2 separate regions of the Rattus norvegicus genome follow, and region 2 is linked to region 1. Evidence: chromatin contacts called from public Hi-C data. All regions are on one chromosome and are shown on one strand. The core of a region is the stretch at or near the end of the contact, and the rest is flanking DNA. Distances in the headings are between cores, read along the strand shown. Region 1 overlaps Atp8b1 (ATPase phospholipid transporting 8B1). Region 2 holds the start of Nedd4l (NEDD4 like E3 ubiquitin protein ligase).

Evidence for each region. A called contact is a pair of places that touch in the nucleus more often than the background predicts.
Region 2: a contact with region 1 is called in a Hi-C map of hepatocytes, with 3 times the contacts expected there. The contact joins the promoter of Nedd4l here to the enhancer-like site in region 1. A contact is called at or near these places in 6 of 12 Hi-C or Micro-C datasets (the A7r5 cell line, the Rat2 cell line, Schwann cells and 3 more) and 1 of 1 datasets of contacts at active chromatin or transcription factors (oligodendrocytes).

Annotation. Positions count from the first base shown.
Region 1 is chr18:60,286,221-60,292,152 of GRCr8, reverse strand. Atp8b1 (ATPase phospholipid transporting 8B1) reads left to right here. Exons shown (of 27, transcript NM_001106140.1): 26 at 882-1,012; 27 at 3,078-3,689. The coding sequence ends at 3,302. Among named protein-coding and RNA genes, the nearest start is that of Nars1, 13 kb to the right of the region's middle. Within about 2 kb of position 2,397, at least 1 of the 93 cell types and tissues checked has an H3K27ac peak or open chromatin away from gene starts, as enhancers often do. A contact at or near this core is called in hepatocytes, where this site is marked.
Region 2 is chr18:60,660,688-60,666,619 of GRCr8, reverse strand. It overlaps Nedd4l (NEDD4 like E3 ubiquitin protein ligase), which reads right to left and starts at 2,650. Exons shown (of 31, transcript NM_001401320.1): 1 at 2,311-2,650. The coding sequence starts at 2,358.

The sequences.
Region 1 (5,932 bases), core at 1,148-3,647:
GCTTCAGAGGAGCTGGCTCAGCTCCCACCTCAGAGTAGATTGAAAGGCATGACCTATATAAGACGCTGTGGGCTGCCAGTTTTAGTGACAAATGTGTAGAGTTTTTGGACAAAACTAGAAGCTAGAAACTGCCTAGTTTTTAACATTTTTTTTTCTGGAGCTCTCTACTGCCAAATGATCCCAAGCACCTAGTGCTTGCAAAACTCATGCTCTGGGGTTGGGGATTTAGCTCAGTGGTAGAGCGCTTGCCTAGGAAGCGCAAGGCCCTGGGTTGGGTCCCCAGCTCCAGAAAAAAAAGAACCAAAAAAAAAAAAAAACTCGTGCTCTACCTGTGATGTCCTGTCCCCGCTCTAATTTTCCATTGTCTGATGATGAAGCATTAACAAAAGCATCCTCCTCCTTCTTATGGCTTGTAGCAGACAGTTGACCTTTTTTTTACTTTGCTGGATCTTGGTTTTTAAAATATGCATTCCTGCCAGGCAATGCTAGTGCATGCCCTTAATCCCAGCACTTGGGAGGAAGAGACAGGTTGATCTCCATGAGTTCAAGTCCAGCCTGGTCTATAGATCAACTTCCTGGACAGCCAGGCATGTACAGAGAAACCCTGTCTTGAAAAAAACCAAACCAAACAACATCAGTGAATCCCTGGCAGGGCATAGTGGATCCTATCTGCAATCCCTGCACCCTGAAGGGTCCAGGGTGAGACCCTGTCTCAAAAACAAAATCTGCAAACGGAAGAAAAGATGTCATTTCTGGAGCAGTGTGGGGAGATAATGAAACGTTATAAACTGTTACCTAAGGTGTCTGCTGAGCATATGGAAGGCTAACCCTGTCCTTAAGCTAGAAGCACCTCTGTGAATGTTGCCGTGATATTGTTCCAGGTACGGCTTCCAATGCCCTGAGACAGCCGTATATTTGGCTGACGATCATCCTGACGGTTGCAGTTTGCTTGTTACCTGTCGTCGCCATCCGTTTCCTGTCAATGACCATCTGGCCATCAGAAAGTGATAAGGTACACAGAGATGCAGGCCTACCCTCCTCCTACTGGAGCGTCATTCCCGGGATTCAATGCGTTCCCCGTTACTTCCTTTCCTGCTGAACCTGTGTGGGAAGGCTGATAAGAAATTTGTCCTTCCACTCTTTCCCTTTAATTCCATCGTGAGGGATTGTGAACCTTCAGACATTTGTTCAGGGAAGCATGTTTCGTCCCTTCAGTTTTACAATTATGTTAACATTTTGCTATGCAAATGGTTTGGGCTTCTTCCCTGACCACCCCCACTTTTTTTTAAATTAATTATCTCATTTATTTACATTCCAGATGTTGCCACCCCTTCCGGTTCCCACTCCCACACTTCCTTATCCAATTTCCCCTCTCCTTTGCCTCTGAGAGGGTCCTCCCCACCCCTCATCTACCCCCACCTACCCTCCTTAGTTAAAGCGAAATGTCATAGCTGATAAGACAATCAATGTCTCAAAAATAATGTGTCATCTCCCCTTGCATAATGATTAGCAGACTTCAGGTCCCGTTGTTGAGCAATTTAACATTGCTTTTCCCATCGCTCTCCTGAGGGGAGTATCTTCCTTATTAGTTTCATCTCATGCTATAAGATGGCCACAGCAGTTCCTGGCATCATAAATGGGGACCAGACCTCCATCCTTTTCCTCAGGATCCTGGGAACTTTGAACATGCACTTTTCTCAGATGTCATTTGTCAGAATCAGGCTGCACGTTGAACTAAAGGCCAACAAGATAAAACACCCCCTGTCTTATGAAGAATGTTACTGTAGAGAGAAGGGGTCTAAATCAGCATCCTGTAGAAAGGAGAGGGTGGATGTTAGGTAAGCAAGTGCCCAGGGGATCACTGACAGTCGATAGTGTTTGGTAAACAAGAGAAGAGATAGGACCTCGGTTCTGTAAGTGCAAGAACGAAGACTTGAGTTTGGGTTCCAGCACACACACAAACGACTTCACCTGGCACCCTGCACCTGAGGAGGTGGGGGTAGGAGGATTCCTGGGGCTTGCTGGCCAGTCAGTGTAGCTGAATTTTTGAGTTCCAGAATTGGTTCTGTGACACATCCTGTCTCCAAAATTAAGGTAGAGGAGATTGAAGGAGACACCAGGCATCCATCTCTAGCCTCCTAGCTATGTATACACACATGCACAAGCACCTATACATGTGAACACACACACACACACACACACACACAGAGAGAGAGAGAGAGAGAGAGAGAGAGAGAGAGAGAGAGAGAGAGAGAAACAAGCAAGAGACAGACAGACAGACAGACAGACAGGCTATGCTGTAACATGCCTTTGAGATTTGTCAACACGTACCAGTCTGCCCTGGGACTCACAGAGAATGTTAGCTTTAGTGGCCTAGTTTGCTTTCTGTTGCTCTGATAAGCAGCACGACCAAATCAACATTGGGGTAGCAAAGGTTTACTTCACAGTATGATTCCCAGGTCACAAGCTACCACCAAGGGAAGCCAGGACAGAAGGTCAGGCAGGACGATGGCATCAGAAACTAAAGCAGGAACTGAATGGGAGCTGCTCACTGGCTTGTTCCCTGTGGCTTGCTCAGCCTACTTTCTTACCTACCAGAGACCATCCGCTCAGGGGTGGAACCCTCACATTAGACAGAGTCCGCCCATATCAACCATTAGTCAAGAAAATGCCCTATAGACTTGCCTACAGGCCAATCTGATGAAGGCATCCTCTTAATGAACATTTCTTCGCAAATGACTCTAGTTTGTGTCAAGTTGACAGGAAATAGCCACTACACTTATGAAAAGTGCGAGGCTTGGTTTTTCTGGAACTTTCGATACAGACCAGGCTGACCTCCAAGACACCTCTACCTTTTGAGTACAGGGATCAAATGCCTGGCAATAGTTTTCCAAAATCTACCTGGAGGATGGTGGAAATAGTTCCCAACTTCCTGGGCTCTCTATGTCCCGTTAGTCAGTCTAGAAATTGGGGGTGTTTGCGCATACATAGGGCTGTAAAGCCTCTCAGTGCCCAGTTTCTATTAGCTAGGCGACCTGTGCATCTCAGATCTGTTTCTTCTTGTTTTCTTTATCCAGATCCAGAAGCATCGAAAGCGATTGAAGGCCGAAGAGCAGTGGAAACGGCGGCAGAGCGTGTTCCGGAGGGGAGCATCTTCCCGGCGCTCCGCCTACGCCTTCTCGCACCAGAGGGGCTATGCGGACCTCATCTCCTCTGGCCGCAGCATCCGCAAGAAGCGCTCGCCCCTGGACGCCATCATCGCAGATGGCACAGCGGAGTACCGACGCACAGTGGAGAGCTGAGGGGCACTGCTCTGCTGAGAGACCGGAGCTCTGGGAAAATGTCTTTTTTTTTTTTTTCTTTAATGAACAACTCAGGACTTTTTAAAAAAAAAAAATAAACTGAGGTTGTCACAGTGACACTGATGACAATAACCTTTTCAATAAACTTCTAGGATTGTGCTCTTAAGCAGTAGCAAAGCCAAGAGACCACCTGTTATTCAGCTGACTGCCTCGCTGAGATTCAAAGGGAACGCTTCTTTTTTTTAAATCCAGGCCTAATGGAAGACGGCAGAATTTAGAAAAGTCTCCTTTTCAGCTTGAAGGATACTACTACACTACAAAGTTACAATCACACTCTCCTATCTCTGGCCTCAAGCATGGATTTCTCAGACGCACTCCTCCCTCTGCTTGTCACTTTTAAAAAAAGGAAGAAAGAAAATCTGTTTTTTAATTTATGAGTGCAGTAACAACGGGTTCCTAATGTTTACCACCTGATGTGAGGTGGTTTAATGACTTTTTCAGGCCCGGTGATCAGGTTCCCTGGTTCTTTCTACCAATTTTCGAAATTCGAAACAAGTTTCCTTGATTGAATGATCAAGGGCAACATTTCATGCTGGTTTTGATTTACTACGAGGTTAAATAATGGATTCCATGTTTTTACTAGTTGGTATTTTCCTGGGCTACCAAGTGGTTTGACTCCCTACTTCAATTTTTTCCAAAAATGATTTTCAAAAGCTGAGGACGTTATCAACTAGTATTAAGTTCCATTTAGATAAGAGTGCATTTGTTGCACAGTAAAGGACTGTAGATGATGAGAATGGAATGTGTGTTTCAGAAATGCTAGACGAAAGGGATTTGAGTGTTTTCAACACAAAGTGATACCTGAAGAGATGGACAAACCGTGATGTCAACATTACACAATGTACACATGTGGAGGAACACCCCATGTCGGGCTACCTTGTGGCTTGGTGGTAGAGTTGGGGGTCTTAGGTCCCATATTGGTACAAAAAAAAAAAAGAAACATCACGTGGTGTTCCATAAATATGCACAATTGTGGGTCACTTAAGATTGACTAGAAAAGGACAGGACAACGCCTACTGAAAGTTTGCTTGTGGTTTCCTTTGGAAGACAAACTAGTTAGCCCTTCCTAACTGGATGGGCTCTGGGGGGCAGGGACAAGAGTGTTGATGGGAACATTGTTACTATTACCCACAACAGAGGAGAATGAAACATAGAAAGGTGTATTCAAACTGCTGCCTGTGGCCACATTTAGCCAAGGAGAACTATGAATGTAGTCCAATACCAAAATGGTAAAAGTTACTTTTACTTAAAACACTATGAGATTGTGTGTGTGTGTGTGTGTGTGTGTGTGTGTGTGTGTGTGTGTGTGTGTGTGTTGTGTATGTGCACTTATGATTCCACTGTTTGGTTCTTGAGTTGAGCTTTGTAGGTTGTTTGCCCCAGTGTCAGGAGCTTGGACCTACCTGGTAGGGGGAGTCTGTTGAGAAATTTCCCTTGTGTTTCTGAGAAGCAAAAAAGAGGTTCAGTATAGATAAGTTTAAGCAAACAAACTAAAAAGCCCAGAGGGCATTAGTGATACATTTGGGAATATTTTGCAGAGTTGTCTGTTGAAAAGAAACTGTGTCCCCCTTCCTAGAAAATATTCTATAAGAGTCTTTCAGAGCCTCGCTCTAGCTTACGTCTGAGACAAAAGAACAGTATTTTTTTTATTTTGAAAAAACATTAGGTGGTTAAGGAAAATATCCTTGAAAAGGTAACTTATCCCCTCCCCCATTTTATTTCCTTCACGAAACAGTCTCCCTATTCTACAGAAGGTGCCCACAGGTTACTTTTCTCCTTTGCAAATGTTCATAGCAGTCTGTGAATTCCAAAGAGGAAACCATATGTAGTTTGTCTTCTATACACAGGACAGGAAAAATTAAATCGTACTTTTAGAATGCATTGAAAGAATGTACTTCTATCTCCTGGAGGTAAATTTCTGAAAGTTTACAACTTTACTATGTATATAAAAAGAATTGTACGTTTTTCCCTTTTTTTTTTACAGAAAATTTAGCTTGTGAAATTTTGTCAGGTTTCGCTTTCATTGTTTTTGAATGGCGGGAAGGGTTGACAATGCAAATGTGTCAAAGACTTACTGGGTGCAATATTAATAATTTAAAATGCAAATCATAAATTATTTCTATATGCTGTAAATCTGAGATTTAATGTATATTTTTGTTTAAAAAAATAAATGCTTTAGTAAAATATTTGGAATGTATAATTTTATATATGTATATTTATGTATGTATTTTGTGGTTATTTATTCGCAGTGCTGGGGATTTAACCTAGGTCCTCGTGAATGCAAATGCACTCCACTGAATTACACTTTCAAGTTGTAACATATTTTTCTAAGTTGGGGTGGTGGTGGTGGTGGTGGTGGTGTGTGTGTGTGTGTGTGTGTGTGTGTGTGTGTGGTCATTTTGGATGGGGAGCAGGTTTTAGCACGCCTTGTGTGTAACAGTGCCTGCAGAGGTCAGAAAAAGATGTTTCCCTGAAGCTTGAGTTACAGATGGTTGTGAGTTACCTGTTATGGTTGCTGGAAACTTCACTCAGTACCTCTGGGAGAACAGCAAAGATAGCTAAGCTATCTC
Region 2 (5,932 bases), core at 1,401-3,900, 370 kb before region 1:
CTGGTACACCCTTTTTAACACTTGGCAAGCCTGAGGTGCTTGGGCATTCCACATCCAGAGCCTGTTAATTGCTGGCCTTTGTTTGCTTCCAGACTAATTCCGGAGACAAACCAAATACATTTAATAAATCGATATTAATATTATACAAAGGCATTCTGCCTGTCTTCAAGGGCCCCCCTGAACAGAAAGAAACCTCCCATACCAAACAGATACCTTAGAAATATGAAGGCATCCATTGTCTATTGGTAAGAGAAAAATGAAAAGAGGTAGGTGAGGCTTATTTTGTGTCATATGTGATGTGTGTAACTAAACAGAACCGTCAATAGCAAGGCGATACCCAGATAAATTGTGTATTCTATCCCCTATCCAGTCCCTCTGATAACAGGAGGAGGGGAGAGTCACAGGCGAGCCCACACACACTCGGTTCCGTGTCTGTGCTCTCCACTTTCACACCCCACACCGGTCAAGATCTACAGGGATTCTCTGGAAAACAAAAGTGGCAAGATGCGCCCTGAGGTGGATTCTGTCACAGGCTGTCATGGTAAACAAAGCAGAGATGGACGCAACAGTGACAGAAAGAATTCCTTTATGCAGATACATTTTCCAAAACAGTCTCAAAATGTTCCTTTCAAGGAGCTTTTAAAAATAATCCTGTTATTTTTTAAAAAAAAAATTAAAGAGAATCTAAGATGAAACACAGCTGTCTTCAACTCCCTTGATACCTCACCCAGGAAGCCCTTTGTTTAGGAAGGGCAGAATCTCAGCACCTCAAGACATCTGACTGCTCTCCAGCTCCAGATAAGGAGCTAGGAGGAGACTCCCCTAGGTAAACAAAACAATTCTACTTTTGCCCATCTCCAGGTGACTGCACGCGCACACACACACACACACACAATTTATTCTACACAAGCAAATCAGAAACACACCACACATTACTTGCATTGTGATCATTCTTTGATCACAAGCAGTCCAGTAAGCTTATCCAGCACTATCAAAAAATAAAATAAAATCAACCCCTACACGCCCTGCCTTCCACAAGATACCCATTTCATTCCACACTTAGGTAGAACACACACACACACACACACACACACACACACACACACACACACCCCATGCCAGCAGGGAAAAAGCAAAGCCACAACGTGAGCCTGTCTCAGATAATAGACTCCCTTTAAACCCCACCCCCATCACCAGAGAAAGAGGGAACCTCAGAAAGAAAGGAGGGAGGGTAAGAGAGACCGAGAAAGCCCAAATTTCCAGGCATCCACTTTTCATGAAATGCACAACCAGGATAGGAAATACCTCCCTGCTGAGTAATGCTTCATGGGTTGTAAATTCACCTCTCGAAAGGGGAGCCAGACCTGGGCGCGCACCCCGCCAGATGGTGAACCACTCCTACCTGCTCCATCCAGCCTGCCTGTCACTCCGCGCCCGCGACAGGCCTCCCACCCCCCTTTTTGGCAGAGCAACACACCAATAAGAGTCGAGAATGGCTGGTCGAGTGAGGGCTGAGCAGTGATTTAGCAGGATCGTTTCAAAAGGGGGAGTGGGGACCGCGATGAGCGAGTAGGGTTTTTAAAAACAAAGCCCTCTCCAGTCAAACCGACCGTTTGGGGGTGTGGCTTATTTCATTCGTTTTATTAATAAAAGAGATCAATGGAGCTTTCTTCTCTCCACCCACCCCAGAGATGCCGGGCTTTGAATCCTCCGGACCGGAGAGAAATGGCAGGGTTGCAAGCTTCCCCTAAGTTTCCTGCAGCACCTGCCTCCTCCCCAGATCACCTCCACACACCAAAATAAGAGACTCTGAAACACACAATCCCAGCTCCAGACTTTGCAAGAGCAGGGTCAGCCGCACGCAACTCTCCGGTGTCCCTCACTCTTGCCGGGATCTGCACACATCTGCTACGGAGCGCCCATTAGCAAGAAAAGTCCCGGGGGAAGACACCACTAGGCTCCTTAGCAGCCCCCAGATCGCCGGCACCACGCAAAGACCCCTGCGGCCACCTAGACGTGACACACGTCACGGACTCCGGGTTGCAGGAGCGTAGTCCAGAAAAGTTGCCCAACCGCCCCGAGAGACAGCTTGCAGAGGAAAGGGACCCGCGGGGCAGCGGCGCACGCGGCCTCCGCCCACCCCGAGAGCCACGGGCGAAGCGCACCGCCCGGGTGAAGAGGGAGGACCAAGCCACCCACTGCCCGGGACCGCTCGGGATCACCCGTAGTCCCGAAGCCCCTGCTGGCGGGGGACGCTCACAGCAGAGTGGGCCCTGTCCCCTCCTCACAGCGCTCTGGGCAGGAACTCACCTCCTCTTCCGAAAGTCCGTAGATAGGCTCCCCGAGCCCGGTCGCCATGGAGCCGGCGTCCCGCGCGGGGTCCTAGACGCTGCGACGGGCTGAAGTGCGTCGCGGGGCCGCGACCCTCTGTCCTTCTGCGCCGCCCGGCGGGGAAGGGCCGGCAGGTGAGGCTGCACCCGGCCGCGGCGCCGCTTCCTCCCGGAAGGCTGCGGAGACGCGCGGACTGGCGGCTCCGAGAGCGCGCCGAACGGCAGCTGGCCCGGAGCTCTCCCCTCTCTGTGCTGAGCCCGCCGGGCTCCCGCCCCGGTTGATGGCTCTCCCGGCCTCCCCCAAGCCCGCTCGGCGATCCCCGGGACCCGCGCGCCCGCCCCTCGCCTGCTCCGCCCGGCCGGCTCTCCCCGCCCCGCCTGCGCCGCCCGGCGCCCAAGGGGACCCTCCCGCTCGCCGGGGCGGGCACTCGCGCCCCCCAAGCCAATCACAGGCCGGGCTGGGGGGCGGGCCGCGGGGGTGGTGGTGTTTCGCCCCACGCCCACCCCACCCCCGCGCCTCCTGGGTCACCCGGCGCACAGTGCTGAGCTGGGGCGCGCCCTGGCGGGCTGGGCCTGCCGGGTTGACCCTCCTCTTGCCCCGCTTCTTTCTGTTTTGGGTACCCGTAGAGTGGACCTTAGGGGACCGTGAAGACACCGTGAAACAACAACAAAACCACTATGCCCGTCTTTTTCTCTTTTTCTTTTTTCCTTTTTAACACAGAGTCTCCAGGAGCTCTAAAAAAGAGCGAAGATGCATGTTTCTAGACCCCCTTTAAATTCTTGGCAGCTATGGCAGGCCAGACTTGGCTAAGAGCTTCAGCTCACCAAAGCGATTTTCCTGGCCGGGCGGCCAGCCTTGGAGAGGCTGCCCCGGTGTGGCCGTGAGTCGCCATTGCTGGTGTCAACTCAACTGGGAACAAAACCAACTCTGCGCCCGCGCTAAGTACACACCCACCCACTTGAAACCGGCTGCCTAGTTCTTTGATAAAAGCTCGTTTTGTGAGGCACAACGTGAAATACCAAATTCAAGTTTAAGTTTGTCCTTTACAAACGCAAACGATGGAGATGTCTTATTAGCCACCGTAGGAATCTTCCCACGTTCCAGATAGGGAGTTTCTCTAGCAAGCCCTTCATTTAATCCTTCGATGTTTAGGAATTCGTCACTCTACTTTTTTCAAGAAGTCTTTCCTAGGAGAGGGGCGTGGCGGGGCGTGCCTTTAATCCCAGCACCCGGGAGGCAGAGGCAGACCGGATCTTAGTGTGTTCGAGGAACAGCTAGGTCTGCATGGTAAATTCAGGACAATCAGCTATACAGAGAGACACTGTCCCAAAAAAAAAAAAAAAAAAGGAAGCCGTTTGCTCCTTAAATTTAAATGTTGAGTGCAGTGGTAAATTAGAAAAGAAAACAGGAAGAACATTTTGTTTGTCTTTAAATAGAAAGCACCAGAGTGTCTGGTATTGTCTGGGTGCTTAGGATTTTCACTGAAGGAAGAGAGAACTCACAAGATCAACTGACTCAGCTCGCCTGTCCCTGCTAAGCGGCCAAGTACTTGCTGTGCACCTGCAAATCAAAACGAAGGATGTTGCACCAGCCCCAAACATAAGTCCTCTCTTTTCTCCATTGCAATGTGTCCCAATGTGATGACTTTCCTTTGAAGTCAGCCCCATGGAATCAGCACACTGCTCAGAGAGGGAAGGGGGGAAGGAAGGAGGGGGAGGGAGGCACGGGGGTGGGGGAGAAAAGCTCCTAAGTATGGTGGAGAAAGTTTACTATAAATATGTGGGAGAGCATGGCCAAAGACAGGGACATCTGGGAGAGTCCGGAGTGGACATGACCCTGAGATGGGGGACGGGGTGGGGACACAGGGAGCAACTTCCAGCCAAGACAGCCAGGGCCAAAGGAGTAGATGAAAAAACCGGGTAGTTGGGGGAAAGGAAGCCCAGCCCCTGGGCTGGAAAACTTTAGGGTACTGAGTGGGGGTGTGCTAACCATACCCTGTAACAAGTAGGGACTGAGGGATGCTGGGAGACCAGAGAACCTGTCCCCCCCATTGACTTTGATATGTTAAATGGGCACCTCAGCCATCTGTCCTGGGTTTGAGACCTAACATGAGCCCTAACATGAGCCCCTCAATCCCTACTAAGAAATAAAAATTGTGAAAGCACACATGTCATAGGCCAATGCTGTCCTGGGCTTTTTCATGCCAAGGATTTCCATGAAACCTATGTTATTTTTCTTTTTAATAAAAGGTACACACACACACACACACACACACACACACACACACACACACAATTTCAGACGACCTTCTATGTGTCTATGACCCACATAAATGAAAGTCATTGCTTCTCAACATATACGAGCAGGCCTTTGTCAAATTTGCAGTTCACGTTGTGTTATGGGGCAAGGGCGATGAACTCTTTAAATTTCCTGAAAGGAAACTGTTTCCAGGGGCTTGAGAGATGATTTGGTAACAAGCCCATCCTCCTGCGATGCCTGCAACTCCAGATCCAAGGGATCAAATGAGCTCCTCTGTCTTCACACACGTCCAGCCATGCAGACATACGTATAAATAAAACAAATTTTAAGAAAAATTATCATTGTCATTCTAGAGGTGAGGCCGACTTAAATAACTATTCTCTCTAAACCGAAACATTCTCTCCGGGAGGGAGGCTCCTCAGATTGGCTCAGACAGCTGCAAGGCTTACTGAGAACAGTAAGTTCCCGAAGGGAAGACCAGCAGTGCCTGCAAGTTGGGCAGGGAGCTGTAGGGACGCTGCCTTCTGATAGTATAGATGGGCTTTTCCGAGGTGCAGCTGACTTTGAGTCACTCAAGTTCCTTTGAGTAATCCCGATAAACTCATCGGTTCCCCAAGCTATGTCAGGAGGAACTGTTTCATCGTGTCCTATCTGAGATGAAGACACATCTGTTCATCTCTCCGGGTAAAGTCAGACAACAGGCACAGTCATCCAGATACTGTAGAGGGCTGTCAAACTTTCTCATCCAACCTCTTGTCATCCTGCTCCCTCCCGCTCCCATCACAGCCAGTGCCACCTGCAGTGTGGGTCACGCCCTTGACAGTCACTGAGGGGCAGATAGTAGAAGTGGGGCATGACTGTGATCAAAATAGTGTATGCATGTGTTACATTCTCAAAGGAAGAGTCAGCAACCGTTCATATTGAACTACACATATCGTTTACGACATGTTTACGAAATCATAATCTGCGACATCGTTCAAGGTCCTCTGTGAACAGGCTCAAACAGAACATTTATTTACTATGTGGATATTTACTATATGGATAATAAAGAAACCTTATTGTCTTTTAAGGAACTGATGAGTTTTTGCATTGTGGATGACCGAAAAGTTTTACTTGATTGTGATTTTTTTTTCCTAGTTACTTTGGCTTCCCAGAGATGTAGAGCATTAAGCCATAAAAGAACCCACTTAAAACTATCGTCTCCTTGGCGGCGGCTGGTTATCAGCTTCCCCACACCGATGGTCTTGTACACTTGATGCACATTAAAGGGCATCTGGGGAGCTTTAACAATAGACCAAAGGTCGGGTTGTCCTCATGGGGAGGGGGAGGGGTCAGTGGAGGA